Linked DNA regions of Mus musculus: all the other regions are linked to region 1. The links are chromatin contacts, called in public HiChIP or PLAC-seq and promoter capture Hi-C maps. All regions are on one chromosome and are shown on one strand. Each heading gives the region's core, a stretch centred on a gene start, on an enhancer-like site or on the middle of the called end of the contact. The rest is flanking DNA. Distances are from core to core; before and after follow the strand shown. Region 1 holds the start of Tmem183a (transmembrane protein 183A). Region 2 overlaps Ppp1r12b (protein phosphatase 1, regulatory subunit 12B). Region 3 holds the start of Prelp (proline arginine-rich end leucine-rich repeat). Region 4 holds the start of Bmncr (a long non-coding RNA gene). Region 5 holds the start of Syt2 (synaptotagmin II). Region 6 has its middle 65 kb from the start of Syt2. Region 7 has its middle 4.3 kb from the start of Gm32039.

What was found. Promoter capture Hi-C pulls out the DNA fragments that hold promoters and counts their contacts. HiChIP or PLAC-seq counts read pairs in DNA pulled down with a chosen protein or histone mark. Capture Hi-C pulls out chosen DNA fragments and counts their contacts.
Region 2: a contact with region 1 is called in an H3K4me3 HiChIP or PLAC-seq map of bone marrow-derived macrophages, with 4 times the contacts expected there. The contact joins the enhancer-like site here to the promoter of Tmem183a in region 1. A contact is called at or near these places in 3 of 39 promoter capture datasets (3T3-L1-derived adipocytes, cranial neural crest and hippocampal neurons), 1 of 484 Hi-C or Micro-C datasets (muscle stem cells) and 2 of 115 datasets of contacts at active chromatin or transcription factors (bone marrow-derived macrophages and pancreatic cancer cells).
Region 3: a promoter capture Hi-C map of the SN4741 cell line shows a contact between it and region 1, with 2.5 times the contacts expected there. The contact joins the promoter of Prelp here to the promoter of Tmem183a in region 1. A contact is called at or near these places in 3 of 39 promoter capture datasets (the 3T3-L1 cell line, the SN4741 cell line and hippocampal neurons) and 1 of 115 datasets of contacts at active chromatin or transcription factors (pancreatic cancer cells).
Region 4: a promoter capture Hi-C map of pancreatic islet shows a contact between it and region 1. The contact joins the promoter of Bmncr here to the promoter of Tmem183a in region 1. A contact is called at or near these places in 2 of 9 other capture datasets (adipose tissue and pancreatic islet).
Region 5: an H3K4me3 HiChIP or PLAC-seq map of embryonic stem cells shows a contact between it and region 1, with 5 times the contacts expected there. The contact joins the promoter of Syt2 here to the promoter of Tmem183a in region 1. A contact is called at or near these places in 1 of 484 Hi-C or Micro-C datasets (uterus) and 3 of 115 datasets of contacts at active chromatin or transcription factors (embryonic stem cells, large pre-B cells and pancreatic cancer cells).
Region 6: a contact with region 1 is called in a promoter capture Hi-C map of stem cell-derived epiblast-like cells, with 7 times the contacts expected there. The contact joins the enhancer-like site here to the promoter of Tmem183a in region 1. A contact is called at or near these places in 10 of 39 promoter capture datasets (the 3T3-L1 cell line, 3T3-L1-derived adipocytes, the C10 cell line and 6 more), 1 of 15 datasets of contacts at CTCF or cohesin (large pre-B cells), 1 of 484 Hi-C or Micro-C datasets (embryonic stem cells), 9 of 115 datasets of contacts at active chromatin or transcription factors (embryonic forebrain, embryonic limb bud, embryonic stem cells and 3 more) and 2 of 9 other capture datasets (liver and pancreatic islet).
Region 7: an H3K27ac HiChIP or PLAC-seq map of extraembryonic endoderm stem cells shows a contact between it and region 1. The contact joins the enhancer-like site here to the promoter of Tmem183a in region 1. A contact is called at or near these places in 2 of 39 promoter capture datasets (the C10 cell line and erythroid cells), 1 of 15 datasets of contacts at CTCF or cohesin (the NIH/3T3 cell line), 1 of 484 Hi-C or Micro-C datasets (CD4 T cells), 7 of 115 datasets of contacts at active chromatin or transcription factors (astrocytes, bone marrow-derived macrophages, embryonic forebrain and 3 more) and 4 of 9 other capture datasets (adipose tissue, embryonic stem cells, liver and 1 more).

What each region holds. Positions count from the first base shown.
Region 1 is chr1:134,360,314-134,364,273 of GRCm38.p6, forward strand. It overlaps Tmem183a (transmembrane protein 183A), which reads right to left and starts at 1,686. Exons shown (of 8, transcript NM_020588.2): 1 at 1,449-1,686; 2 at 1,221-1,310; 3 at 444-611. The coding sequence starts at 1,557.
Region 2 is chr1:134,817,017-134,820,976 of GRCm38.p6, forward strand. All of the region lies in intron 18 of Ppp1r12b (protein phosphatase 1, regulatory subunit 12B), which reads right to left. Among named protein-coding and RNA genes, the nearest start is that of Gm32670, 45 kb to the left of the region's middle. Within about 2 kb of position 1,880, at least 73 of the 459 cell types and tissues checked have an H3K27ac peak or open chromatin away from gene starts, as enhancers often do. A contact at or near this core is called in bone marrow-derived macrophages and pancreatic cancer cells, where this site is marked.
Region 3 is chr1:133,919,426-133,923,385 of GRCm38.p6, forward strand. Prelp (proline arginine-rich end leucine-rich repeat) reads right to left here and starts at 1,976. Exons shown (of 3, transcript NM_054077.4): 1 at 1,830-1,976.
Region 4 is chr1:133,975,211-133,979,170 of GRCm38.p6, forward strand. Bmncr (a long non-coding RNA gene) reads left to right here and starts at 2,071. Exons shown (of 5, transcript XR_878543.2): 1 at 2,071-2,384.
Region 5 is chr1:134,707,185-134,711,144 of GRCm38.p6, forward strand. Syt2 (synaptotagmin II) reads left to right here and starts at 2,116. Exons shown (of 9, transcript NM_001355726.1): 1 at 2,116-2,240.
Region 6 is chr1:134,641,891-134,645,850 of GRCm38.p6, forward strand. No RefSeq gene overlaps it. Among named protein-coding and RNA genes, the nearest start is that of Syt2, 65 kb to the right of the region's middle. Within about 2 kb of position 2,006, at least 3 of the 459 cell types and tissues checked have an H3K27ac peak or open chromatin away from gene starts, as enhancers often do.
Region 7 is chr1:134,097,478-134,101,437 of GRCm38.p6, forward strand. No RefSeq gene overlaps it. Among named protein-coding and RNA genes, the nearest start is that of Gm32039, 4.3 kb to the left of the region's middle. Within about 2 kb of position 1,929, at least 401 of the 459 cell types and tissues checked have an H3K27ac peak or open chromatin away from gene starts, as enhancers often do. A contact at or near this core is called in the NIH/3T3 cell line, adipose tissue, astrocytes and 8 more, where this site is marked.

The DNA of each region.
Region 1 (3,960 bases), core at 436-2,935:
AACTTAAAACGTTAAGTCGGAAATTTTCTGGAAAATGTGTACACACACGCACACACATATAATATGTATGTATACATCCCTAACAGAATTTTAAAAAGTGTAACTAATGTTGCTGTTAATTTTTGTATCATGGAAAAGAAGGTTATGGGGCTGGAGAGAAAGCTCAGCAATTAAGAGCACTGATTGCTCTTCCAGAGGTCCTGAGTTCAATTCCCAGCAACCACATGGTGGCTCACAATCATCTGTAATGGGATCTGATGACCTCTTCTGGTGTGTCTGAAGACAGCAATGGTGTACTCACACAGACTAAATAAATCTTTAAAAAAAAAAAAAAAAGGTTATCACCGACAATCACTAGTTCCTTGTAGATCTCCCCTCACATTGAAGAGCGACAGCATCCATCACCACAGACAGAGCTCAGTGCTCAGGAAAGCAACCCGTACCTTTATGTCTCTTGCTCTTCTTTTTTCTGGAGACTGATCTTTCCTGAGTGCTTTCTTCCTGGGCATCCATCTCATCACTGCTGTCCAGGATGTCACATGGCTCACCCACCCCGGAAAGAGCCTCCTCGGCAGGAACCTGGGACGCTTCCAAGCCACAAAGAGATTTTACTAGGAGGAAACAAGGAGAGAATGAAACGCACTTGGTCCCATCTGCAAAAATCTTGAAAGCAAGACAAACATAACAAAAAAAAAAACAAAAAACCCAATATGCCAAAGAAATGGAAGTCAACTGCATGGTAAAATATGCACAAACTACCAAAAAAAAAAAGGGGGGGGGGACTGGTATCAAGGAGTGGCAGTGGAAATTAACGAGTACAAAAAGTTGTGTGGGATTTTGTTCTTGTTTTGGTTTGGTGGTTCTTCTGAGACAGGACCTCACACTTGCTAGGTAAACCAGGCTAGCCTTAAACTCACAGAGATCCACCTGTCTCTGCCTCCCCAATGCTGAGATTAAAGGAATGCCCACCGCAGCTGGTCACAAAGTTGGTTTTAACTCAAAGAGGAAACAAAACCATTTCGGCTCCGGAACCTGCTGATCCTGGCTACACACACCCATCCCATCCAGGATACGAAACGAGAAAGTAAACAGTGGGAAGAGCAAACACGTTCATGACCCAAAGGTCAGTAGAAAAAACACCGGGACGCAATTCCAGGTAAATACAACACCCAATGCTGTCTCTTAAAAGCTTGGGCCTAAAAAGACCCACGAAAGCCTACCTTCCTGCTGAATAGCGTTGGCCACGGCTTTCTTGACCCGTCCAGACCTCACCACCGCCGGATCCGAGTTGGCATAGTCCGCCACGGTCACTGAAACAGAGCAAAGCGCCAAGGCCTCCTCAGACTCGAGGCAAAGTCTCCGCCACCGCTCCCCGCCGGGTCCCGCCGCGCCCGCCCCGGCCGCCCAGCCCGCCTTGGCCGCCCAGCCCGGCCCCGCCCCTCGCCCACCTCGGCCCGAGCAGGCGTCGTGGGCCCGGAACTTGAGCCGCTTTCCTCTCTTGGGCATGGTGACGGTGTCCCGATGAGGCCCGCCTAGCTGGCCGGAGCCCCGGGCCATGTCTCGGCCCCGAGAGCCGGCTCCCGGAGCCGCAGAGCACCTCCACCCGGCTCTGCGGCCATCCCCGCACCGAGGCCGCGGCTATCGCGAGGACTTCGGCGAGGGCTCTGGGTCCCGTTGATTGCCGACGCCCCTCTCGGGGAGCCAATCGCCTCCGGGGCCCGGTGACGTCATCACCCGGCGCCCTCAGCCGCAGCGGAGGCCAGGTTCCCAAAGCGGAGCGGGCTGTAGGACGGGGAGTGCGTTGTCACCGTCTTCATCACCGTCTTCTCTGGGGCGTTTGGTCCTCCAGACCGCGTTCTTTAGAACTAATAATTTACATCGTGGTCCACTTCAGCATCTAGATTGCATATATCTTGTTTTCGTCATTCTCTCTTTCCCACTTACGTCAAGTAACCTGAACGTAAATATCAAAGCGGTCGCTATAATTTTGCTTACAAAGGCTTTGAAATTCTCTCTGCAGATCAGTGGCTAACTCCTGTAATCCCAACACAGAGAAAGGATCAGAAGGTGAGAGTCATCCTCGGTTCGTAGCCAGCTGGGCTACAAGAGATGCTGCCTGAAAAATGAGTAAATGTCTGAATTCTCAAAGTAGAAGAGATTCTTAAAAGGTTTCCCATCACCATCATCCGAGCAAATTCTAGAAGGATAGATGAGAACATATAATTCCTTTGTATTAAAAGAGAAGTCCCGTGTTGTGTCTTTTTTTCTTCTAATTCCCTTTCAGCTCCCAAAGTGTTAACAGTCCCTGGCTTAAGAAACAGTCCTTTTGACCCAGGCAACCCAACTGGCTAGATCTACTCAGAGAGTGCCCTATAAGACACCTCAAAGGGGTCTCCATTTTATTCTACCTAGTACTGTGCACAGAAGTTCATAAAGAGCAAACCACATAACTTACTAGAATTATGAAACAGTCTACCACCAGGGATCATAGAATAAGGCTTGGATCACTTGGGAATGATAACTGAAACAACATAATTGGTTATAATCATGCTCTAATTTATCTAGAATTATAACAGGAAGCAAAGGTCTAACAGCCTATAATTGTTCTAAATAATTTTCCATGTATACATAATTAATGTCTGTAGTTGAGTTCAAAATACAGCTGGTCAGCACAGAGCCTTCTCATCTCACGTTACCAGTAAAAATTTAATGAGGCTTTCATGCATGTAGATCTCTGCTCATGTGACACTCTTTAATACTCACACCCAGGAGTCCAAAGGGAATCAAAGATGCAAGAGACTCAGGCCCTATTAATAAACCACTAACTGCTTTAAAAACATAAGGATTTTAGCTGAAATGTTCTCTCATTTTAATCCTTTGGAATGAAAAACATGCTAGTTACACCAAAAAAATTTCTCTTTCAAATTTTGATTGAAAAAAATCTTAAACAAGATTTCTTGGAGTATTTAGCCAATTTAGAGGAACAAAGAACCCATACGTCTTTTATTCCTCATTTCAATAAAAAGTAACAAGTGGAGGCCTAGGAAATGCTTACTCTAGAAAGTGCTTGCCAAAAAAAAAAAAAAAAATGCTTGGCAAGACTTTATCATCTCTCAACCTCCACATAAAAGTCAAGAGTTGTGGGGTTAGAATGGTGGCGATGGGGACTCACTGGGGATGTGGGCACAGGCTATTCCCTAGGGCTCACTGGCCAGCGCACACACACACACACACACACACACACACACACACACACACTTGAGCAACGAACTTTCAATTGGTTGCATTAATGATCAGACCCAATTTTACAGGTTCTTTCTCAAAAGATAAACAGAAAAGTTACCTAATTTACCATTGTATTTAAATAGAAGTTATTTAACCTAACTAACGGGAGAAATTGGTCTTTCTCAAACAAGTGGGAAATGTAAGGACAATATGTGAATAGTGAAAGAATTAATATGTCCACTATACTCCTGCATTACATTGTAACTTTACTTTGTGCTAATAGTAAATATTATCGTGTGTGTTTGTTTTAAGAGCCTTTCTTTAAAGCCTATCCTGGTTTTTATGGAATCTTTGGTCAGTGCAACATCCTATTGGAGACAATCCAGTAACATGAAAATGAAAAGAAGTACAGGTTGTTCTCTTCAGCGTCCTACTTTTCAAGAGAAAGCATATAGCCAGGAGTGGTGGCACAGGCCTTCAATCCTAGCCCTCAGCAGGCAGAGGCAAGGGACATCTGTGAGTTTGAGGAAACCTGACCTACCACAGCAAGTCTCAAGCTAGAACTTAACAAGAGCTTTCTCAAAAGTAAAAATACATTTAAACAGAGTATAGAATGTGAAGTTAAGCTTGCGTGGGTAAAAATCTATAGGTGTAGTACACATTTGTAAGCCCAGCATTTCTGAAGCAGAGGCAGAAGGTCATGAGCTTAAGGTCAGTCTGGATGAGACCTTGTCT
Region 2 (3,960 bases), core at 630-3,129, 460 kb after region 1:
TTATAAACAGGCTCACACCTCCATTCTTTAGGCTGCTAAATGAATAGTTTTCCAGGCAAAGAAAGAACCCCAAATATTCCTGAAACCAATCTTCAAATCAAATAGAAGTCAGAATCACCAGATACTTGGCTTTGTTTGGGCGCCATTTTGCAAAAGAACAACATGGGCAGCTGGGTAAAGTTGTTCCTAGGTATACACATAATCTAGGGTCTTCTTTTTCTAAAATATTTTTATGTGTATGGGTGTTCTGCTTGCATGTTTATCTGTACACCACATGTTTCCAGCATCCCTGTAAGCCAGAAGAAGATAAGATCCTCTGGAGCTGGAACCACAGATAGCTGTGAGCTGCTATGGGTTTTGGGAACTAAACCAGGTCCTCTATAAGAATAGCCAGTGCAATCAACTGCTGAGCCATTCCTTAGTCTAAGTTAAAGAGAAGAAGCAAATAAACTCAGACCAAAGCAAAAGTCCTCCTCATAAGTCTGACAAATCCAAGGTCTTTCCAACAGAATGCCTGTCACTGATCTCTGGGAAGAGAACAGAAACATAATCAACCGCAAACATAGTACAGATAGAGACAAACTGAGAAGCATACAGCAAAGCTACAGGACAGAGTAAACCTGACCCTGCATATGCAGTTATGTGAACAAAGACACAGAAAAGACAGCAAAGAACAGAAGGGTAAAGGAGGAGTTCTGAACAGAAAAAAGAGTGGACTAGAAATTAGAAAGTAGCGCATGAAGTATGTAGCCAGTCACATCTCATGCAATCTTCACAGCCCTTTAAAGATACATTAAAAACAACAACAACAACAACAACAACCACCTCTCTCACATCCATAATGCTGTACGTAAAACAGCAACTTGCATCCGCCATGCTACATGGTATGGGCACACATGGCACAAAGGGAGGGAGTTCACTCTTCAATATTTCCACCCCATGTAGTAAGTAGCTGGTTAGAAGAAACAGAGAAACGTATCCAATTGATAAATTCTCAATTGAGGGCTCAGGAAATAGCTTAGTCAGGAAAGTATTGACCTTGTAAAGCATGAGGACTGGAGTCTCAACCCCAGAACCCATATAAGCAGCCTGGTCCTGGGGTGCCTGCCTATAATCTCAGAGAGGGTAGGATGGGCGGGCAGCAGATGGGCAGCCTGCTCACGAACCAGCTAGCCCAGCTCACTGCTCAAGTTTCAGGCCAATGAGATTGTCTCAAACTAAAGGTGAGAAACACTGACGGAATGACAGCCAAGGTTGTTCTTTAAGTGCTGCACACATGTGGGTGCATGCACAGGCACATGCCTGTGCACCCTCACACATGAACACACATACAAGAAAAAATCATGCAATTCTCATTCAAGTCATAAGGAGGCTGCTGAGGCAGTGGCCGTCATTGTCCTGGGCATCTAAACTTAGGTGGGTTTTGAGGACCAAAGCATTCATGAAGACAAATGACAACAGTAACAAGGGATTGAGGGACATTCAGAGAAGGCAGGCCACGCAAGCAGTCAGTCATAGCAAGTGTGCTAGCACATGCCTGTTAATTCCAGCTCTCAGGAGGCTGAGGCAGGAGGATGAAAAGCGCAAGGCCCACCTGGGATATACAGACACAGCCATTATATCTGACTTTGGATCTAGTTCACTCAGTAGTACTTCATTTATTGCACATTTTTACCCTGCTTACATTATGTTTGTAACTCAGGTTTTGTTTTTGTTTTGTTTTTGAGACAATTGCTTGAGTCACACAAGGTGACTCTGGAACTTGCCTTGCCTCTGCCTCCTGAGAGAGAGGATTAAAGGCATGTACCATAATCTGTGGCTCAGTTTTAACAGCTATTTTATATTGAGTTCGTCCATGGAAAAAGCCCTAGATGGCCAATGTTAAACAAGCTGTGAGTCATGGCATCTTGCGCAGCAGTGAGTCACTGCTTTCTCAACTACTGCCAGGATGCTGGACATTTAGGTTATTTCCAATTTTTCTTCCATCATAAATAGCTTAACGGAGCAACTCTGTTTTATTCAACAGGGCCTAAGACTCTTCTACATAGTAAGTAAAACTTTTTGTGACCTTGTGGTGGAATGTTCTATGCATAAAACATTATCTACAGCTATACCTGTGTGACTATTTCCTAAAATACATATCCACTGTTCATTCCCTCAGGACAGCCTTACAGGGGGAGGTAAGAATGTGGATCTGTCCTCTGTTCTCAAAAGAAAAGAACGCAGAGCCGTGGCTGAGGACTGCTAATGCAAGGCCAATCGGGAGTACAGCATGGAGCCAGTCAGTCAGCACAGTGAGCCAAGTGATACCATCAGCAGATCCACTCAAACTCTCCAGCCTCAGCAAGGGTGAGGGGTAGGGTGTGCATGTGTGAGTGTGCGCACACTCGAGGGAGCACACAAGCCAGAGTGTCCACGTGAAGGACAACTTTGGGCGTCAGCCCTCACCTTCCACCTTGTTTGAGACAGGGCTTCTTTGTTACTCACGGCTGCATGTGCCAGGCTAACTGAGCCAGCGCTTCCAGCGTCCAGCATCAGAGGCACGCTGGGATTACTAATGTATGCTACCACAGTCAATGGTGGGTTCTGGGGATTTGAACTCAAGTCCTGACACAAGCACTTTACCCATTGAGCAAGCTCCCTAGCTCTGTGATTGTTTTAAACAGCAATTTATTGGAGGTGTGCTCACAAAGCCAATGTCTGCTAACACAAGGCTATGAACACCAGAAGACCCATCCGAGTCCTTACCTGCAGATGAGTCACAATCGCACACAGCATTCTGTGGCGTTCTCCCACTCCACTCCACTCCCCTCCACTCCACTGTTCTCACACCAGCAACTTCTCCCAACCAACAACTCTATGGATACTCTTCAGATCTTCAGACTTCTGGACTGGATCCCACAGGACTGCTGGTGGCTGTAGGCTGTCTACAACTTTATTTCTTTTCCTCTCAGTAACAGAATCTGTCTTCCATGGGGAACCTACTCTATGTAGCTGTCCATCTCTTCATCCAAAGTCTCTATGTAGCAGCCAGGATTGCTGCTATTTATCGTGCTGACCACTCCATCTCTACCACTCTCAGTACACGCACTAAAGTAACCAAGGCTAACTACCACCTGAGGATGCTTTGTCTAGTTTTTTGCTTATTTGTTGTTTTCCTTTAGTGCTAAGGGCCTTACTCATGTTAGGCATGGGCTTAGCCCTCTTCAATGAGCCACATATTCCATCCGAGTTCAAGTCTAACCACCACATTTTACGGCCTCTTTCACTCTGTCTCATCTAATCTCTGGCTACAGAAATGGGCTCTGAGGAGGACTTGACCCAAGCAAGGTCAACTAGACATAGGACATTGGAATATAAAAGGGCTTTCTTTTTTGGTGTGTGTGTGTGTAGAGCTCTGTTCATAAACTTCCAGTTTTCAAGACTGAAGCCAGGACAGGATGGATGGCTTGAGCTATCTCAAATTAATTTTCTGTCAAATATAGTCCTTGAACTTTTTACTCTTGTGCTTGGTGGAACACTATCTTCCACCTCCACACCCCTATAACATCTTCCTTCTCTGACCTTTTCTCTTTTATATTTTTCATCTGCCTACCCCTTAAATAGTGTTATGCCCAGTGGTCCACTTAGTACTTGTCTTAGAGTTTTATTGCTGGGAAGAGACACCATGACCAAGGCAACTCTTATAGAGGAAAACATTTAACTGCGGCTGGCTTACAGTTCAGAGGTTCAGTCCATTATCATTATGGCAGGAAGCATGGTGAGATACAGGCAGACATGGTGCTGGAGTAGGCGCTGAGAATTCTACATCTTGATCAGAAGGGAGCAGGAAAAGACTTTGAGCCACTAGGCCTGGCTTGAGCTCAAAGCCCACCTCCTAGTGACACTCTTCCACACCTCCTAATAGTGCTGCTCTGTATGGCCAAGCATTCAAACACACAGGTCTGTGGGGGCCATACC
Region 3 (3,960 bases), core at 726-3,225, 440 kb before region 1:
TTTTCCCCCCACCATCAGACTGCTTGGTTAACATCCTTCATTTCCCTACTGCTGGAGAAGAAGGGGTCCTTCTTACAGTGTAGGTACTCAGAGAAACTTCATTCCCTGTGTGGCTCAGAAGACTACATTGGACATTCAGTGTCAACTGATTGGAACTCCCCAGACACCCGTGCAAAGCCCGCTGTGTGTCTCCATCCTGACTTACTAACCCAGCTCTCCGCTTTCTGCAGAGGTGGGGACACTGGCTGGCAAATGGAAATCTCTCTTTTCAGCTGGTTGTGGCTTCTTCTGAGATCTAGGGCTTCTCCTTGTCTTTGTGGTTGTGGTTGTGGTTGTTGTTGTTGCTGTTGTTGTTCCTTCTAGCCTTGAGGTGCTCTCCTCAAGGAAGGTGAGGGTGGATAAGGGACATTATCAACTCGTCTGTCCTCTGAGAGAGTCAAATGGGACAGACCTGTGGGGTACGGGGAGAGAGAATCTAGAAGGGATGGTTGACAGCTAGTACTAGCTCTTGGGTACCTGGGACAGGTAGCTTAGCAGGTAAGAGGAGATAGACTAAGGTAGAATGTTCTTTGTAGAATGTTCCCCCGAAGTATGGTTGCCTAGTATGGATGATGTTAGTAATCACAAGAGAGTGCCTTGTTCCCTCCTGCAGTGGCTCTCAGCCCTCACTGTCAAGACTGCAGGGGCTCCTTTTTGAGGACACCACATAGCCCTTTATGTGAATCCCAAGGGAGTTAGGGGAGTCTCAGGATGTATTAACACAGCTCTGGACCTCTTGGGTTCTGTTTGATGGGTCTGTAATGAGTGTCTGTCCCTGTTTTACTAAAGCTTCCATATTCCCTGCCTACTGCTCAGGGCCCTCTGAGGATCAAGTAGTGCCCCCCTTCTTACTGCCATGGGGCCCCTCTATTGCAGGAGAGGGGGGAGCTGTGCAAATAAGACTCCCAGGTTCCCCTCCCTGCTTCCTCTACTTCAAGCCCCCTTACCAGCTGACTGGTCAGGATAATCTCAGAATAACTTCAGAGAGAAGAGTGTTTCTGACTATGTAGTGTGTGTGTGTGTGTGTGTGTGTGTGTGTGTGTGTGTGTGGAACTGTTAACTCAGGAGTTAGGGCCTCCAAGGCTTGCAGGCAAGCTTGACTTCTTTTTGTAAGAGCCAAGTGGTTTGGGGAGGGAGACAGGAATTCGGGCTGCTGAGAGGATACTGTGTAGGCTGGAGGGCCACTTTTCTCTCCCTTCTGCCTGATTAAGTTCAAAAGAAAGAAATTTTCAAAAAAAATCACTTGATTGTTCATATCCTCCCTGACCAGCCAAGGCGTGATTGTCTTTTGGCTCTGTCATCTCAGAAGGAAAACGCTGTCTCTGGTCAGGCAGTTGAGGAGGCACGTGAGAGAGTAAGAGACAAAACCCAGTGTGTGTGTGTGTGTGTGTGTGTGTGTGTGTGTGTGTGTGTGTCTGTCTGTCTATCTTTCTGTCTGTCTTCTGCAGTGCATGGTAATACATGAAAGGTGTAGAGAATTCGGTTCTAGTGTCCAGTTCCCATGGCAACACCTGCTCTGTTCAAATTCTGTGTGCGACACAGCTCTGTGTGCTCCACAAACATCTGCACTTAGAAAGTTTAACTTCAGCAGCAAGCAAACGCTAGGATGCAGGATGTTGGAGAGACAAGAGAGTGTCATCAGGAAATGAGGAAGGCTACATCTGAACTCTTTAGAGAGGAAAAATGAGAAGGAAGAAGGCCAGGAGGGAGGAAAGAAAGATTGGACAGAGCTAGAGAGAACCCCTGGAGGAAGGAGCCTTCTAGTCTTCTCCCCCACTGCCTGAACTTACCTGCACACACCTGCCTCTCCTCTGGACTCTGGGGCACTCTTCTGTTCCTCCCCACCCTTTGCTGGAGCTGTGGCAGCAGAGAGCCAGCTAGAAGTTCTGGTCTCCCAGTTGGTGCGTGTCTGCGTGTGTCTGCCTGACTTTTCTTCTACCAGATCCTATTGGGGTGGGGAGGTTAGTTTGGGGAGGGAGGGGCAGATCAGAGGGGGGAGGGCAGGGAGGAGGAGGGAGCAGAGGAGAGAGGGAGGGAGCTTGGGAAAGGAGAGATGACAACAATAAAGTCTTTATTTGGCAGCCAAAACTCCACAGACCTCATCCACACCCGATGCCCGCTAACGGCTCACTTTTAATAATGTTTCCTGCTGCTGCTGCTGCTCTGGAGAGGGACCGTTTGACCCGTGTTTGGAAACTAAGCCAAATCAAGAGAGGAAAGCACTTGGCAAGGCCTCTGCTTCTGTGCAGGCAGGGTGGGGTCGCTGGGTCCAGCCCTGGCCACTTGAGTTTCTAACAAGCGCCTTACTTCCCTGATGTCAATTCTTCAACTCACTGAGGAGCCACGAGACACTTTTCAGAGCATACACAGTGACAATATTTCCCTATCACAGCCCAGAAGCTTGCTAAGGGAGTGGAGACTCACTGTGCAGTGGGCTGATATAAGAGGTAACTACTGGTTTGGTGGCCACTCTGGCCTGAGGATCACACAGCCAAATTAAAGCAGGTTTCCAATTGTAAATCCGCAAGCCATTGTTCCTAGTTCCTGAGGACAGTGTTGGGGCTTTTCCTCCAGCTTTGTGTCACACACTCAGGTGAGGTTTGGGGGCTGTGTGGTCATCCCACAGAAACAGGATGATGCCAGGCTCCCCAATGCATATCCACTTCCTGGAAACCAATTCAAAAGTCTCTGTTATCTGAACAATGACCCCCACCCCCGTCCCCATCTGAAAAGTCAGGCACACTTGGCTTTAAGGTGCATTCAGTACAACTTCTGGCTCAGAACCTAAGGGAAACACTTACTCAGTCACCATTAGGTCATCAGAGACCTACAAAGCCCACAAGGGACTCTTGTCACTGTCCCCTAACTCTCAAAGTCCCCGGCTCTTCCACTCACAGGAAATAAAGTGTGTTCTTAGGCAAGTCACTTGATTTTGAGATGCCCCTATTTCTGTGTCTGTGTCTCAGGTAAGACCGTGGAGCTTCAGAAGGGATTGTAGGGAATCCTAGCCAGCGTAGAGATATAAATGTCACTCACTGCCTGTTTACCTGCCTTCTTGCTATCACAACCCCCAAAAGCCTGTGCTGGAGGGAGTTGTAGGGCCTTGCTTGTGTTAGGTCAGTGCTCTACTGTGGGGCCATGGACTGTGAGCCTGTTCCTTGGTCGAGCTAAAAGTTTGAAGCCCCAGAGACCCTGAAGGGATCTAAGGAGTTTTGCCTGTTCCCAGGCACCAGGCCCCTGTCACCAGCCTCAGCCTCCCTCCTCACCCCCATAGATTTGTGGCCATCAGTCACTTGGGGGCAATGCCCCAAGCCCTTCCACATGTAGATGAGGCATCCTTAACATCTCAGACCAATTTAATAGGAAAAGAGATGTGATCTGTGGCCACTTAGGCTCAAGGCAGAGATCTCCATGCTAATGAAATACCTAGAGGCCCAGAGGGCATGGCCAGTAAGATTCCCTTCCCAGATGCTCCTCCCTGCAAAAGGTATTTAATCTCAGGCCTGCCCTGAGAAGTGGGGTATGGTTTTACACATTTACTTTCCACCATGACAATAAATGGTTTGGTCTCTTCAGACATGGGGAGCCATGGAGAAGGCCTTTGCCTACAGAGCCACTGTCTAATCTCCCATAGAAGGCCTCTCGGTGCTCCCTGCCACAACCACCACCAATCCTGCCACCCATGAAGCCAAGTGGGACTAGCTGGAGCTCCTCTTCTGCCCCCCTGTTCCCTGGACCTGGCCTAGATCCAGCCCTCAGGCCCCCACTCTGTTCTCAGCTCTTCTGGGACTTCCAGGAGCACCTAGATGTCCAAGAGCCTGAGAACCCCATGGACCCTGACTTGTCATAGGCTCGGGCACCCCCAAGCCAGCTCCAGCTTTCACAGGTCTCAGACTCCCAGTGCCTCCCCGCATCCCACAC
Region 4 (3,960 bases), core at 821-3,320, 380 kb before region 1:
AAGGACTCAACTTCTCTTCAGGGGCTGGCCACTGGAAGTTTGACCATGACCCAGTGGGTACATGGACAATGCAAAATGAACTTGGTTTTCATCTCCTTCTCTTCATCTTCTTCCTCCTTCTCTCCCTCTTCCTCCTCTTCCTCTTCCTCCTACTTTTCCTCCTCCTCTTCCTCCTTCCTCTCTTTCTCTCTTCCTTTTTAAAGGGGGTGTGGCAGGATGCCACAGGGGAGAAGAATGGATTTGGGACACCAGGAGGTGAGCAAGGTCAGGGTACATGATGTGAAATTCCTAAATTATCAATAAAAGTGTTAAAAATGCCAAGGTAAGGCGAAGTTAAGAACACTCGGGATGTCATCTGGCCCTTCTTTTCATCGTCATGGGCTAACCTGTGGTGGCCTATCTTCATTATCAGTTTGGTTGGACTTAGAGACACCATGGAAACACACCTGTGGGTGTGTCTATGAGAGTGTTTCTAGAAAGGTTCACTGAGGAGGAAGGACCCACCCTGAATGAAGACCCACCCTGACTGGACCACAGGCTGGGGTCCTGGGTTGAATGAAAGAATCCCAGGAAGCTCGGGAATTCATTCATCTCTGTTTCCTAGCTGCGGCTGTAGTGAAGTCAGGTCCCTCATACTCCTGTCGCCATGTCTTCCCTGCCGAGGTGGTGAGCTGAACCTTTAGACTGAAAATCGTAATAAGCCCTTCCTTAACATCTGTCATGTCCTCTGTCACAGCATGAGAATAGTAACTGGTGCCATGCCTCATCCGTATGGGGCTCACATTGGCTGCCACATCTGTCTGATGCAGTGCCATCTACGCTGACACAGGGCCCTGTGCTGGCCATGGTGGTGGCTCTATAAGGCTAAGGCAGCCCCAAGAGTATGGGTCTGCTAGCCTATTCTTATGTTCCTTTTGTTTGGGTTTCTTTGTTGTTGTTGTTGTTGTTGTTGTTGTTGTTGTTGAAAGGCAGGGCCTCATGTATCCCAGGCTGGTCTCAAACTTGCCAGAGATGACCTCAAGTTTATGATCTTCCTCCTTCACTGCCCAAATACTAGGGTCATAGGTGTGCTCCACCACACTTGTTTCATGCAATGCCGGGGATCAAACCCAGGGACTTGTACATGTTAGGCAGGCACTGCACCAACTGAGCTACATGCCTGCATGTCTAAGCTCTATCTCCTGTACCAACCAACCGGATATACAAGGTCTTCCAGGCCCAGCTATGTGCTGGTCTGAGTCATCTTCACCCCAAAGCTCTCAAACCTAGATAGCCACAGCAGGCTTTACTTTGCAGAAATCCTCCCCGACTCTACATGTCACTGTGCTAGTCCTGTGTGTGTGTGTGTGTGTGTGTGTGTGTGTGTGTGTGTATGTGTGTGTGTGTGCATGTGTGTGTGTATGTGTGTGTGTATGTGTGTGTGTGCATGTGTGTGTATAATAAATACTGCCTGCTTTCCCAGCCTCATTTTATGTCACCTGCCTCTGTGTCTCTTAAAGCCAGAAATGTTAGTTTCTATGTTTTTTTTACCATGAGCATCAAATTCTTCCTCATTTTTCAACGTAAATGGGTCCCCACCCCCCTGCCAACGTTTACTATCATGCCCCCTCACTCTCCAGTTAAGTCTCACCTCCCCAGACACCTTTATTTGACCATGCGATTCCTTCTGAATTTAGGGGTTCTATCATTTTCTTTACTAAGTAAAGCCTCACTGTGCTGTTCACTGCCTGGTGAAATACTGGTGGTTAGATGTGGCCTCTATGTTCTCTCCCAGGCTCCCCGATCTCATCTCATCAGGCCACATATGTGTGCTTACTTCTCTAACCCTCTACCTATGATTTGGATTCTTGGGTTCAGGGGCCGAGTGCTAATCGTCTTTGTAACCTCCAAGAACACCAGGCATGTGGCAGTCTTTTAGTAATGTTGACTTAATAGGTGAATAAGTTCATGGTGAGAGGAATGCTGGGAGCTCTGAAGGCAAGGACTAGTGTTTGTATGGGAGAAGAGGGCTTAGGTTAGACTGGAGGATGCTGGGAAAATTTTTGTCTAACCTGTTTGGGAAAGCACAGAGAGGGTTCTGTGTTTTTTGTGGACACAGGTATATCTGCATGTGTATACTCAGCCTGGAAAAGACATAAAGGGCTTCTAATAGATGAATATAGGGAAGGCAGATGGCCTCTGTCCTAGAAACTTAATCAGCAAGCCACAGAGGCTGTTTTCGGAACTCCCTGTGGGGTTTGGCTCAGCTAAGCGAACTCGGGAGCCAAGTTTGGCAGTAGAGGATGAAGAGAACTAAATTGCTCCACCTAAGAAATGAGAGGAATTTGGATTTTATCCCTAAGAGAGACATGGAGGAGACGGGGAAAGGCTTTCTGAATAATATGGTAAGTCTCGCCCTGAACTCTGAAAACGTCCGGTGGGTTTTTGAAACTAAGACCAGGAATGACTTCTTGTTCACGGGTTTTGTGTTTGCTACTGTGTAAGGAGCTTGCAAAGCCTGCCACATCACAGAAGCCCATGGGAGGGTCTACTGTGTTCTCTGTCTGGCTGAAGGAGACATGGTACAGGGTACCTAGCAGGAGTGGTGGGGTGAACTCGGACTGACTTGTTCATCCGACGCAAGGGTGCACTGTAGAAGTGTGAGGGACCTGGAACTGAGATTTAGATTTGCTTATGATACATTCATTCCTTTTGAACTTAGGACCCTCTAGTCTTGAAAGGGACAAAGCCACCTGCAGTCCATGGCAGTGTCTTGGGGTGTTCATTGCACAGCTGACAGCAGTGTTGCCATCCTGCCTGGAGATGGCCTATCAGTGTTACCTGTGCTTGTGTGGGAATCTGCATGGATAGGCTCACATGCTGGGTCCTTGTTAGACAAACATGCTACTGAGTATGTCCAGTGATCTTGCTTTGCTTCCTCACTGAAGTCCTTCCCAAGCTAGGAGCAGAGGGTTTCTCAGGACCAAGCCAGCCCCATCCCTCTCTGCATTCCCTGCTTGAATCTGCCTCCTCTCCTGCCCCTGCCTGTTTTCCCATTCTCTTCCTCCAGCTCCAAGTACAGCCAAAGCCCTTAACTAAGAGCATGAAAACAAAAAAAAATCAGGTCACCAGATGTGCTCCTTTCTGTCCTCTGGCTCCTCAAGACTCCTCACCACAAGTCAATAAATCCTAAGTGTATCTACAGCAAGCACTTGGCATCCCCCCAGCTCACTGTCCCCGCTGCCTAGTAACCAACCTGACTGAGGTGCTCGGATGAGTGCACCACACAGCTTACCCATGTCTCTGGCACCATGATATGGCTGGATTACTCGGTCTAGACAGCACACATAGACCCCCAGTGAGAGGTGATGTCTTTGAGCTATGGGTACCTACTCCTCGGGCTTCCTCTTCCTTGTGTTACATGGCCTGTCTGATACTCTGAGAAAACATCCTGTCTAGATGCTGGCGGGCTGAGGGAGCTGCAGCTCTGCCTCTGCTCCTAGGTGGGGCTCCCCCAAGCTGGCTCCCACCTAGACCTGGAAGGATAGATGAGCATCTGGGATTCTCATCGCAGATTGTTTACTGGTGGGTTTGCATGGCAGGTTAACAACCTCGCAGCAGCCTGCTCCCTGCCAGGGACTTTCAGGAACAATTTCTCCAAGCCAGTGTGGCCGGGTCTGGGCATGGGCTGCCCCCCCCCCCCTCCTTCAGCAGCCACGTGGATGTGACTCATGCAAGCTCTCTGAGCCCTTGCGGAGGGCAGCTAGAGGCCTGCCTGCATACACTTGCACGGAGTAGGGAACAATTCGGAGTCTCTGTGGCAATCTGGTGGGTCTCTGAAGCCTTTTGTACTTCTGTTCCCCAGATCTCTTGCCATCCGGGCCCGATGCAGCAGTGTGCCCCTGATGCTCTTGAAAACACTCACCCCCCCAACACCCCAAGTTACCTCTTTCTTCCCAGAGCACACAGTATAGTCAGAGC
Region 5 (3,960 bases), core at 866-3,365, 350 kb after region 1:
TGGTCTACATGGATTAAGAGATCAAAGTTGTAAGGTTCATTGTTACCACCCCTGCCAGGGAAGGGAGCCAACTATAGATGCCTTTCTCAGAGGACCTGCCCCATCTGCATAGATGCCACCAATAGAAGTCCACTGTCCCTCCACCCCAGGAAGGGACAGGCCCATGGTGGCAGTCTGTGAACATAACAGGTATTTCTAGAAAGTGTGGACATAGCTTTATAGACGGACTCCATCTCTGCCTCAGACCCTCCTGCCTGGCAGCAGTTTTGAGGAAGGCCCAGGGCATCTTCCAATTCATGTGGTAGTGCCCATTTATCCATCCGAGAATCATCACATTTACCCATTCCCATCCTGAAGGTGTGGGTTCTCCTAAGGCAGGATGCTGTTAGGTACGCTTAGCTAAAGGAAATCCTGCAGTCTAACCTGAATGCAACCTACTGAGCCTCCCTCATTGGTGGAAATCAAAGAGGGGTGCTGTTACCCCCGTGGAGGAGCAGGCCCCTTACACTTCTTCAGCCTGCCCACTCACAGGGAGCAGTTCTCAGATCTGGGGGTGGCATGGGCAGGCATGGGTACGGGAAGACTCCTAGTACTACTTATAGTCTGACCTTGAGCTCTTGACCCCAGGCCACCCTTTCTCTCTGGAGAATGAACACCTGGGAACAGCCTTCCCAGCACTGTGGGCAGCCCCTGTCAGATGTCCAGGGACATGCTCCTGCCCAGCCCTGCTGCATGGAATCCCCAGACCAGCTCTTCTGTAGCCTCGGGCCTACAGCAAGCAGTCACCATTCTAAACTGAGTCGCTAGCCCTACAAAAAGCAGCCATGCTGCCTGCCGGAGCATTACAGCCTGTGAGGACTGGGAGGGAAGGAAGAAGGGGTTGATGGTAGTTTAGTAATTTCCTGTCTCTTCCAGGTATGCCCATGGGAAACACAAAACAACAACAACAACAACAACAACAACAACAACAACAACAACAACACACACACACACACACACACACACACACACACACACACACCTCATCACTTCCTGCATCAGGTCTTGAACTTGATTCCTGTTTGAGTGTACAGAACAGGAGGGAAAGAGAAAGAGGTGTTGCCGCAGAGGGTGGAGCAAGCAAGCCAGTCCAGACGAGCAAAGGTGGGCTGGGCTGGGCTGGGTAAGCTGGACACTCCACTTGGGGACTGGGATGCTGAGGTCTTAGCAGCAGGGGAGTTGGGGACCGAGGGTGAGGCGCAAGGGTCAGACCAAGGCACTGGGGATGAGGGGGCACCATAGTTTCAAGCCTCCCTGCCACTCTTACTCAGTGTCCCCACTCAGGGTTTGTGGAAACCCTTGCCCAAGAAGAAGAAAGCAAGATTTGGGGCAAGCAGGAAGGGCTCCAAGATACAACCCTTTTACGGGTAGCTTCCGTGTGTCGTCGCCCCTCCCATAGCTACCTATGGAAAGACCCCACACCCTGTCCTGACTCCACCCTCCAGAGACCTGGTGCAGTGGCCCCCGGACCACTTCCCCTCCTTTCCTCCCTTCGGTGTCCCCCTTTTGTTCCCCCTCCCTTTTTTTCTCTTGACTCAGGAAAGCCTTTAATCTGTATCCCTGAAGCGCGTCACCCCTCTCTCCTCTCCCCTGCGGTTCAGTCAGGCGGAGGTCCCCCTCTCTCATTCCCCTCCCCCAGCCACTCTTGAGCGCCGAGAAGCTCCCGGAAAAGCTTGCAGAAGCGGGGCAGGTGGGGAGTGTTGTAGGAGGGCACTGCGCGCGTGGTGGGGATTCTCCGCAGAGGCAGGGGGGAGCCCCATGCGGTTCCGGGGTCTGAGCCGCCCAGCCTGCAACTTCTGAAATGACCGCATGCGGCTAAACCCCTCTGCCCGGTGACTCCAAGCAGCATCTTCCCGGGGCGGCCCCTTCTCAGCCACCCTCCGCGGACTGTCCTGACTCAAGAACAGGGTGTGGGCTACCAGGACAGGTCCCTGCTCCCCGAGATCCAGGATCTGGATCGGGGATCGCCTCCGAGGGGCCGCACGCGCGTGTGCAGGCGGATGTGAGGCGCATCTCAATTGGCGGGCGGGGGAAGCGGATCAGGTTGTTACTACTGCAGAGCGCGCGAGCGAGGGAGCGGGAGGAGAGCCGCAGCGCTGGCCGGCGCGGGAGTGGGAAGAGGGGACCTGGACTTCGGGGCGGCAGACTCCCGCTGCCTTCTGCACCAGCCCACGCCGAATCGGCTCCCGGACCGTCCCCGGGTAAGAGGGAGCCCAGGCAGGGAGCCCTGCGAGGGCATCCCATGTCCCGCAGTCCCAAGTGAGGCCACACCCAGGACACCAGCAGCTTTCCAGGGCCTGGTGTTGGACCCCTGGGAGGCTGGATCACCAAATGAGACCATGACTTTCAGGGTTCAGCACTTGCTGAGGCATAAACTAAGTGCAGGATCAGCCCTTGGTGAGATCGGGCTCCCGAAATCCACTTCTTTGTCCCGGGGGAGATGTCCTGAATATCCCAGGAACCCCTCCACCTAGACCTGTTCTAGTGCTGAGCACAGGATAGCGCTCTGTACTGGGACAGGGAGCTAGCTAGGGAGCGAGGGCACTCACAGCTCATCCCAGGAAGAGGTGCCCTGGAGGGTGGATGCAGTGGGTGTGTGGTGAGAAGCATGTGCAGAGAGAGAGAGAGAGAGAGAGAGAGAGAGAGAGAGAGAGAGAGAGAGAGAGAGTGGGGGACCCTGCGTGCCCCCGCTGCAGTGAGAATGAGTTGGTGGATCCCATGTGCTCGGAGCTTTGGAGCCCCCTGGCGCAGAGTGGCGCGCAGTGGGGGTGCTGGCACTCCTCGGCCTGGTCTATCCAGACCAGAATCTGCGGACATGTTTTGTGCCCCGTTCTCTCCCGAGAACTTTTTCATTCTCCAACCAGTGCCGTGGCTTTGTGCATTGGAGGGATGGGGGTTTTCAAGGATCCTGGCAAGCGGCCACGGATGGGAGAGTGGGCAGTGGCGCTCTGCTGGTTTGCTGTGTGACCTTGGACCAATGGTGTACCTCTGGGAGTCTCAGTCTGATGTAGGGGAGTGGTGCACCACACAGGAGTGATGGTGGGGAGATGGGGAAGAGGAGGAGGAAGGCCGTCCAGTCCGGTGAACCGAGTCCGTGACTAAGTCTGCCAAGCGTTCCGTGCCTGGGAATTCACTGCCTTTGATTCTTGGCCTCTGCAGAGAGCCCTGTGCACACTTGGAAGGGCAACAGTGTGAGACTCAGAACCTGGAACCTCAGGGGGCATCAGAAGGCATTCTGCCCCTTTGGCTGACCTTGAGTAACTCATTTACTCTCCTAGGCCTTAGTCTCCAGACGTGGAAATGGGGGTTTGGCACATCGAGGATCTGAGTCTTTCCCATCCTGATACCTCCTGTCCCAACTGAAGGGGAAACGGTACAGAAGGCTAGCCCCTGAGTATGTAGTTCCTTATTTAGCCTTCCAAGTGGACTGAGGCCTACAGTCTATTACCTCCATCACTGTTCCTTACAGAGTCTCCAGGCCTGACAGGCCACTGTTAGCCCAGAACTGCCCACCCTCTGCACAGGACATAATTTTCACTGGGGAAGAGGGTCCCTGGGATAGACAGGAGACTCAGAGGCCTCCCAAGGTCATGCTGTCTTCTCTGCTGTCCGCTACCTCAAGAATCCTTCCTTGGTAGAAAGCTCTCTAGTGGGAGCTATACCAGCCCATTGCACAGCCTGGACTGCCTGCATGGAAGACCGAGGTGTTCTTGGGGAGAACCTGTTGGGACTTCAGCTGAGATAAGTCCCTAGCCTGGCGCTGGGTCTCGGGTACTTTAGGAAGACTCCTGGGAAAAGAGGAGAAAGTTAGGCTGAGTCCCAGGCTTCAATTCCCATTTGCACGATCTTATGTGACCTTGGGAAATACCCTTCCTTGCCTTCCTCATCTGTATATGAGGAAAGTCCAGCTGGAGGATGCCC
Region 6 (3,960 bases), core at 756-3,255, 280 kb after region 1:
CAGGGCTGCACCACTTCTCTGCTCAGGCCACACTGATCCATTCGTGTCTGGTTTTCTCTGCACTGCATCCCTAGGGAACATCTGTGCTACAGAGGCAGAAAACAGATACTTCCTGAGGGGAAGCCCACAGTCCATTTCTGCTCTCCACATGAGGTCACAGCAGTGGCTCTCACCGGGGATCCAACGACACCTTAACTTACCTGCTGGTGCATATATCTCCCTCTGTCACGAGGTAGCTGTGAGCTTGAGGTTTGTCAGTGTCCCCTCCTCATTGGCAGTCCCTACCAAGGCTCCCAAGAGCCAGATGTGGGCAATGAAGTGTGTAGTGGACAGAAGATGGGTATATTGATCAGTCCAGACCTTGCGAGACTTTCTCTGTCTTTATTGGTGACAAATAGAGAAGGGTGGTAGTGGGCCTGGGAAGTGTGGACTGTGGCTCCTTCCCTGCTGTGGCAGTTGGTGCTCCCCTCCCACAGCTAGGGGCTGTCTGAAAGACAGTTCTATGATACAACCCCAATTTATGGAGAGTTTCCCGGGCGATGGGATTTTAAAGTGCAGAGGTTAATTGTTCCGAAAGGGTTTCAGCTGATTTGCTTTTCATCTTGTCGTGGTGGAGGGCTTCAAAGTCCGTGCACACCCTCTGAGAAGGAAAGACAACCTGCCTTCTATGATTGCTAATTCTGAGCCATATGTTCCTCACATCGTAGAAAGCTTACAACTCCCTCCGAGAAGTGTCTCTCAGTCTCAGCTGGCTCACCAAGAGTGTTCAGGACAGTGGGTGGGTCGAATAGTTCAGAGCCCTCTCCTGCCCATTCAGAGGGGTGAATGAAAGCCAAGGCTCATTCCAGCTGTCTGGGGCATGACGCTCAGTGTGACATAAAGCTCTGTGCTTCACCAAGGAGCGGTCCTCTGCTCCCAAGGTTTGGGGTGCTGCTTGTTTTGAGTCTGAGAAGGAGAAAGATCATTTGGAGGTAAGAGAAGACTGGGAAAGACAGTTTTCTCCACTCCCTGGGATCGGATACACCTGCAGTCATTATCTGCAACTTCCTGAGTTTCTTCCATAGGCTGGATAGAGAGTTGAAAACTTGAAGCCGTTTTCTTCCGAGGGCCGTGGAGTTACTCAGGACTCCTCCGCCCTCCACTGTCGTGCTTTAGTTGGGAATCTTCTCCTAACTTGGTAGTAATATTTTATAAGATTATTTTATGTGTACGAGTGTTTCATCTGCATACACATCTGTGGGCCTGATACCCACAGAGGCCAGAAGAGGGAATTAGGTTCCCCGGGAACTTGATTTATGAATGGTTGTGAGCCACCATGTGGGTGCTGGGAACCAAATCCAAACCCTCTGAAGAGCAATGAGTATCTGTTAATCAATGTTATCTGATGAGCCAGCCGTCTTTCCAGCCGCAGCAGTAATGCGTCATTGTTTTGTGATTTCACCCTAAAACGTGGAAGCTCGGCCCTTGCCACTTGTCACACCAGGATTTATTGGCTGGTTAATTGACTGATTGAGGCAGGGTCTCTCTATGTAGCCCTGGCTGTCCTGGAACTGTCTATGCAGACTAGGCTGACCTCAAACTCAGAGAAATCCACCTGCTGCAGGGATCAAGGTGTGCGGGATTAAACTCTGCCAGGATCTTTATTTTTAATTAAAATCCAAGATAAGATATGGATTGCATGGTGTCTCACTTTATTTTAATCCGTGTTTTATCCATCCCCATTTGATGACCTAATGTCTTCTGTATTTAAGGCATTTTATGGGAGATCTAAAAATCACATAAACTACTATAAGCATTACTAACTTAAATAAAATATAGTTTAAAATACACTTAAGCTTGGCTTGTCCACAGAATCAGATGGTAAGCAAACCTAGACCACTGGAGCCAGGGATTTCATGTGAGTTTGAGAAGCCCGTAGATTGAACAGCACTTGCCAAGCAAGTGCTTCGGAGTCGCTCCAGCCGCGTGTGCTTAGTTGTCAAGAGGAATGCAAACCTCTCAAGAGGACTAAGGTGTGTTTCTGGCTTCATGCTTGTATTCCTGAGTGTGCAGGGCGGAAGAAGGCAGGCACTGAGAGCTTGCCCCACCTGTGGAGGGGAAGGCCTGCTTTTGTCTTGCTTGCTGCAACAATAGACAACAACAAGTCTGGAAAGCTGTGTGAGCTAAAGACCTTACCTGGAAGAGGGGAGGAAGCAAGCCAAGTGTTGGGTGGAAGGAAGGAAGGAAGGAAGGATAAAAATGCAGGCTCATGGAAGCAGGTCATGGGTAGGAAGGAGAGCAGGGACCGTGTGTGTGTGTGTGTGTGTGTGTGGCTGCAATTCCCTGCTGGCTTCTCTCCCCTATTTGGGCAAAAACAGAACACAAGAGCTCAGGGGAGCAGTAGGAGAAAACAGAGAAGCACCGTGGCCAAGGGGAAGCAGAATTCCCTCCACTTTCAGTATTAGATCCCCCATCCACACTGGTCCAGAAAGATCTTGTATGGAGGCAGAGCCTTGGCTCATAGCCCTGGCCAGGAGAGAATGCACTTCAATGATGGTGCTGGTGCTGTGATGGTACCCAGGGCTCATCCTCTTAAAGAGAACAGTTGAAAAAGTGAAGGATCTAAGAATATGCTGCGCATGGAGGGAGTGGTGCCTTTTAAATTCTTTCCTCTTCCAGTTCTTGAAGCCTAGGGGAATGAGCAAGAGGGACAGCAGGCTGATTAGGTTTATAATCCAGACATTCTGGAATTAAATTCTTGAATTAAAAGAACATTAACGCTGGAACCAGGGACACTGCACTTTCACTTAACCAAACTGATTGAAGCACTGACTCTTCTAATAGTCTCGGGAAGCAGACAGGCTTCCTCTAACCTTAAGCTAAGTAGATGGGTGCAGTCGTGTGCCTGGGAGGAGTTGGGGTACCAGGCTGACATGGGCTTTGATTGGATGTATGCTGCCAGCCCCATAGACAAATTGAATGAAATATATGGGCACTGCAGTTTTTCTGACTGGAATCCTGTAGATACATAGCATCAGGAGGGGAAGAGAGCTTGCCCCGTAGATACATAGCATCAGGAGGGGAAGAGAACTTGCCCCTTGGGCAAGTCCTCAATCACATGTAAGGTAGGGTGGCTGGGCAGGCAGAGAGCAATATGATCACACACACACACACACACACACACACACACACACACACGCAGTCCCTCCTCACTTCCCAACGATTCAATAATGTTTCCTCCACCTACCTCCACCCCCACCCCCACCCCCGAGTTGCTTCCTTCGGACTGTTCTGTGGAGGCTGTTGTGGGCTGCAGAGTGGTTTAAGAACAATCCATTGTCTCATGACAACCACTGAGCGGCCACTTGCTTCCTTCCTCTGAAGAATTCTGACCTTGGGAGAGTGATTGGGAAGTCTCCCTCTGCTGTCTCTTCTCACCTTCTACCCCGACCCTACCGGTTCTTTGCTTTCCCTCATCGTCCATTTATTCCCATCTCTCGGGTTGTTTGTTTGTTTTTCAAAGAGCAAATAGGCATTGAGGACTGACTTCCGGTCCACCGTTTGGTATCCAAGAGCAAGGCAGGGTGCTACTGCCTATTATAAAAGCAGACTCCAGGCTGGGCGCTGGTGGCACACTCTAATCCCAGCACTCAGGAGCCAGAGGAAGATCTCTGTGAGTTCGAGGCCAGTTTGGTCTACAGCGTGAGTACTAGGACAACCAGGGCTACAGAGAAAAACCCAGTCCGGGGGGCGGGGCAGTCTACTCCAAAAGAGTTGAAGTGGGGGTCTGAAAGGTGGCTCAGTGGGTAAAGGCATTTGCTGCCACACCTGATATCCCAGGATCCCAAGGCTCACATGGAAGAAATAAGCATTTAACTACTGTAAATTGTCCTCTGACGAGAGAGAGAGAGAGAGAGAGAGAGAGAGAGAGAGAGAGAGAGAGAGAGAAGAGAGAATGAGAATAAACAACAAATGTAATTT
Region 7 (3,960 bases), core at 679-3,178, 260 kb before region 1:
GTAGAGCCCAGTATAAACACAGCCTGTTACACAAACACTTCAGGTACTCAGAGGCCTGGAATTCATAAACATACCTGGATCCAAGTACATTCTGAACTGACTCTAGAAGCGGGAGTCAGTGAGTCCTGTATCCTTGCCCACTGGTACCTACTGGATAATACTGTCCTACCCTGCCATGGGGAACAGACAGTCAGCCCACCCACCCCAGCTCTCCAGCATGAAGCCAGAAGTCAAGTGCCTCTGGAACTCCCTGGCTGTGCCACCATCTTGCTGGGCCCCGGTCTCCCTCACTGTAAACTGGGATTGTTGGCTGACCATGAGTTAAGATACCCAGATAGCTTGATAATTTTCTTTGTACCTTGTGCTCCCAACGCCCTCCATCCTCTGCCACTTGCGTTCGCTTGGCTGGCCTTGTGTACATCCTATTAAAGGCCTTTTGTTATGTTTTTTTCCTCACTCCCCAAACAACTAGTAGTACACACTAGGCAGGTACTGGAGAAATCTGCAGTGGCCACAGAGTAGTAGAGAGGACCCGCAGGCCAACAACTGATAAAAATCAAGATCTCGGGGGAGGAGGGCAGGTTTTGAAGTTTGTGTTTGTTTATTTGTGACTCAGGCTAGCCTAGGCTGGTCAGGAATTCACACTTAACCCAGTAACTCCTTGTGGGTTTGAACCTTGCGCAGTACTTCTACCTCCGCTTCCTGAACGCGGAGGCTGCAGGCTCCAAACACCACAAGCTGCTCCCACTGTCCTTCCTTCCTTGAGGCAGTCAGACCATGCTGCCCAGACTGGCCTTGAACTCTCAATCCTCCTGCCTCAGCTTTCAAGTGCTGCCACACACCAGGTTATATGAACCTTTTGAGTACCCAAGAAGCAGCTTTTGAATTTCAGCTCAGAGTGCCATGCTATAGGGCTAGGTCAGGCTTTCCTTTCTGACAGAGAGGCTGTATACTTTCCAGCCGGAATATAAGGGAGCAGATGCCCGAGACTGCTGTCGCTTGAGGTCTAGGTCCTGCTGGCCCTTTCTGAACCCTCCTGGCTCCTCCTCCCAGCCACTGGAGAACTGCCACATTGAGAGGCAGAACCTGGGAGGCGTCGGAGCCCATTCATTTTTAATAGTCCAGCTGCCATGGTCTCCCAGAAGTTCCGCTGCACACAAGCACTCTCAGTTGCCAGGCCTGGGTCTTGTCAATGTTTAATGGAAGCAAGGATCTTATCTGGAGTTCCAAGTCGTTTAGATTACTCCTGTGTAAGGACCTGTAGTGTGGGATGGTGAAGACAGATGGAAGACTCCTCAGAGTGACCCTGCTGCTCCCCGGGGCAGGAAGGGGTTCTTAGAGTTAAAAACAGTGTGTGGGTGGCCCAGGAAACAACGCAAACGGGACAGAAAGCCCTATCTCACTTTGGTCAGGGTCTGACCACACTGTCAACAGCTCTGCCTTGGAGTCGATTCCAGGTGCCCAGTGCACACCCTGCCAGGGGCCTCCTGGGAAATCCAAGACACAAGGTAATGGATGAAGTCTGGAGGGACTTAAAAATAGATGTCCATTGAGCCTGTTCTGGTGTCCCTCAGCAACCAAATCTGCCTGTATTTGGGAGAAGAGACACCATCTGGCTTGCCTCTAGTATCAAAGTGTTGCATGGAATGACTACAAGTCCACACTAACCTGCCAGACTGAGCTGGGCCGCTCTGTGCTCCCGGTCCTGACTCCAGAGCAACTAGGGGAGGGACTAGTGCAGCTCCCCAAGGCCCCGAGGAATGCCTTACGCAGAGAGTCAAGTTCTATTTGGGGAATGGAACATCACGGTTCTAAACACAAGCCGGATGTTATTTACAAAACTTGTCTAATGGCCCAGCCTCCATACCGGTAGCTCATTGGCTGCTCGTCTAATGGCTCAGCCTCCATACTGGCAGCTCATTGGCTTCCAGCTCAGGTTTCTCTAGCGGCTTTCTCCGGACTTTCTCCCGTCCTACCAGTTTCCTCCGCTTACAGATCAACATTCCAGCCGAAGTGTCTCACTGACCACTGACTGTCACTCACCGATGAGACCTGTGGAGGGAAGCTGGCAGGAGCAGTTCCTAACTGGGAGACTGAGGCTTGGGAAGGGGAGACCGGCAGGAAAGAAAGTCAGAATGATATCACCCTGCCCTGCTGTCTGCCATTCTTATGAGGGTTAAAATGAAAGACGGCCGAGGGCCTCTCCCAGTTCACCCGTGAAGCTCGAGTCTAAGTGATGGGTCAGGTGATTTAAGCTTTTTCACTCCAATTCAGACGGTGGAGAAGTCTGGCTGAATGGATCAAAACTGGCCAGCACACTGGACAGACCATTCCTAACACCTGGCCTTTTGCTATGTTGTGTTTGGGGAGGTTGGACTAGAGACTGGAAAATCCCAACAGACATTCCTAAGTCCCGGGAAAGTCTGACGCTGAGGTGTCAGGACTGTGGGCACATGCTCTTCTTGAATATCCCTGGGTCTCTTAGGCCACTCTGTCCCCTTTGCTCATCATCTTGTCTCATGCCTGTTCACCCAACACCTGCTCCATCACCACCTCTCCCACACAGCGCAGGCCCGTGGGCTGCATGTGGTATGTATAATAGTAGTCCTTGCCCCAGTGACCCGTGAATATTCAGTGAGCTAACTCATGTGGAATGCTTGGACCAGCATGGAGTAAAACCTCAATAAATATTAACTGCTACAAATGCCTGTTGCTGTATGGTTTCTCATCCTCCATCCAGGGTAAAGGAACTTTAAAGGAACCCTGTCACGCGAGCCCTTCTAGGCCCTAGCATGATCCCAGACCTGAACACGGACAGCTGTGCCCCGTGGGTTTTCTCTAAAGGTCACAAAGACTCATCGAGAAATGTCCAGGCTTAGGCGCTGACCTAGGAAACTAAAGACGAGGCTTTATTCCATCAGCAAACAGGTGGGCTTCCTGAGAACGCAAGGACACCTGTGAACGGCTCATGAGCAACACAGTGGCCTGGCTAGCCACCAAATACTACCATGATGGTGCTGACCACTGGGTCCTTAGGATCTAGAGCAGAGGAGGTTTGGCAGGGCAGCTCAGGTAAACCTCCTGGTGAGAGAGAGCTGCAGAGTCGTGGCTACTTTAAATTGGGGGGGGGGGCATTGCTGGATGAAGAGAGAGCCTCACCTAGGCTCCACACATTCTGTGAGTGAGTAGCTCAGCACTCAGGCCCGTGGCAGAGGGTGTAGAGTGGCGCAAGCCTCTTACATAGAAGATACTAGATAGCACCTTATAGGTAGACTAACTCCAGGTTCCACCCTATCTGGGGCCTCTGTGAGTCCTTGTGGGCTGGGGACAAGATCATTGTGGGAGATTATCACCTTCCTCCTTAAATAGTACCTGCTCTACCCCGCTAATGAGCCCTCATCCAGAAGGGCTTGGGGACAGAGATCCATGACTTTTACCAGGCACTTCCTAAGGATGAAGATGAGACATAGGCAGAGGCCACAGGAGAGGATGAGGAAACCAAATAGTGGGGAAGAGGGAGACGTTACCCTGAGTAGCAAGAACAGAAGAGGCTCCCATTCCTACCCCAGGCAGCCTCCCATCCTCCTGCCAGCTCCCTTAGGGTAGATCGGAGAATATCTAGACAAGAGTTGCAAGGAACAAGCCCGGGCTTGATCCCAGAGTGTGAGGATCTGGTTCACTTAGAGGAATGTTGCTATTCTTAGAATCTAAATCCCAGGATGGTGACACTAACTTCCCCCTAGGAAGGCCCTGTGAGAACCCCAATAAAACTGGACAAAAAGCAGCGATGGGCAGTGTTGTGGGCTCTAGTTTGGGGACTATCTCCTGCTGAAAATACAGTCTGAATCTTAAATATCTCCCAAAGGCTCATGGAGGAAAGCTTGTTCTGAAGCTAATTGGTGCTCTTAGGAGACCCTAGTCAATCTTGGGATAGACTGGGTATCCTTGAGCCTGGTCAAA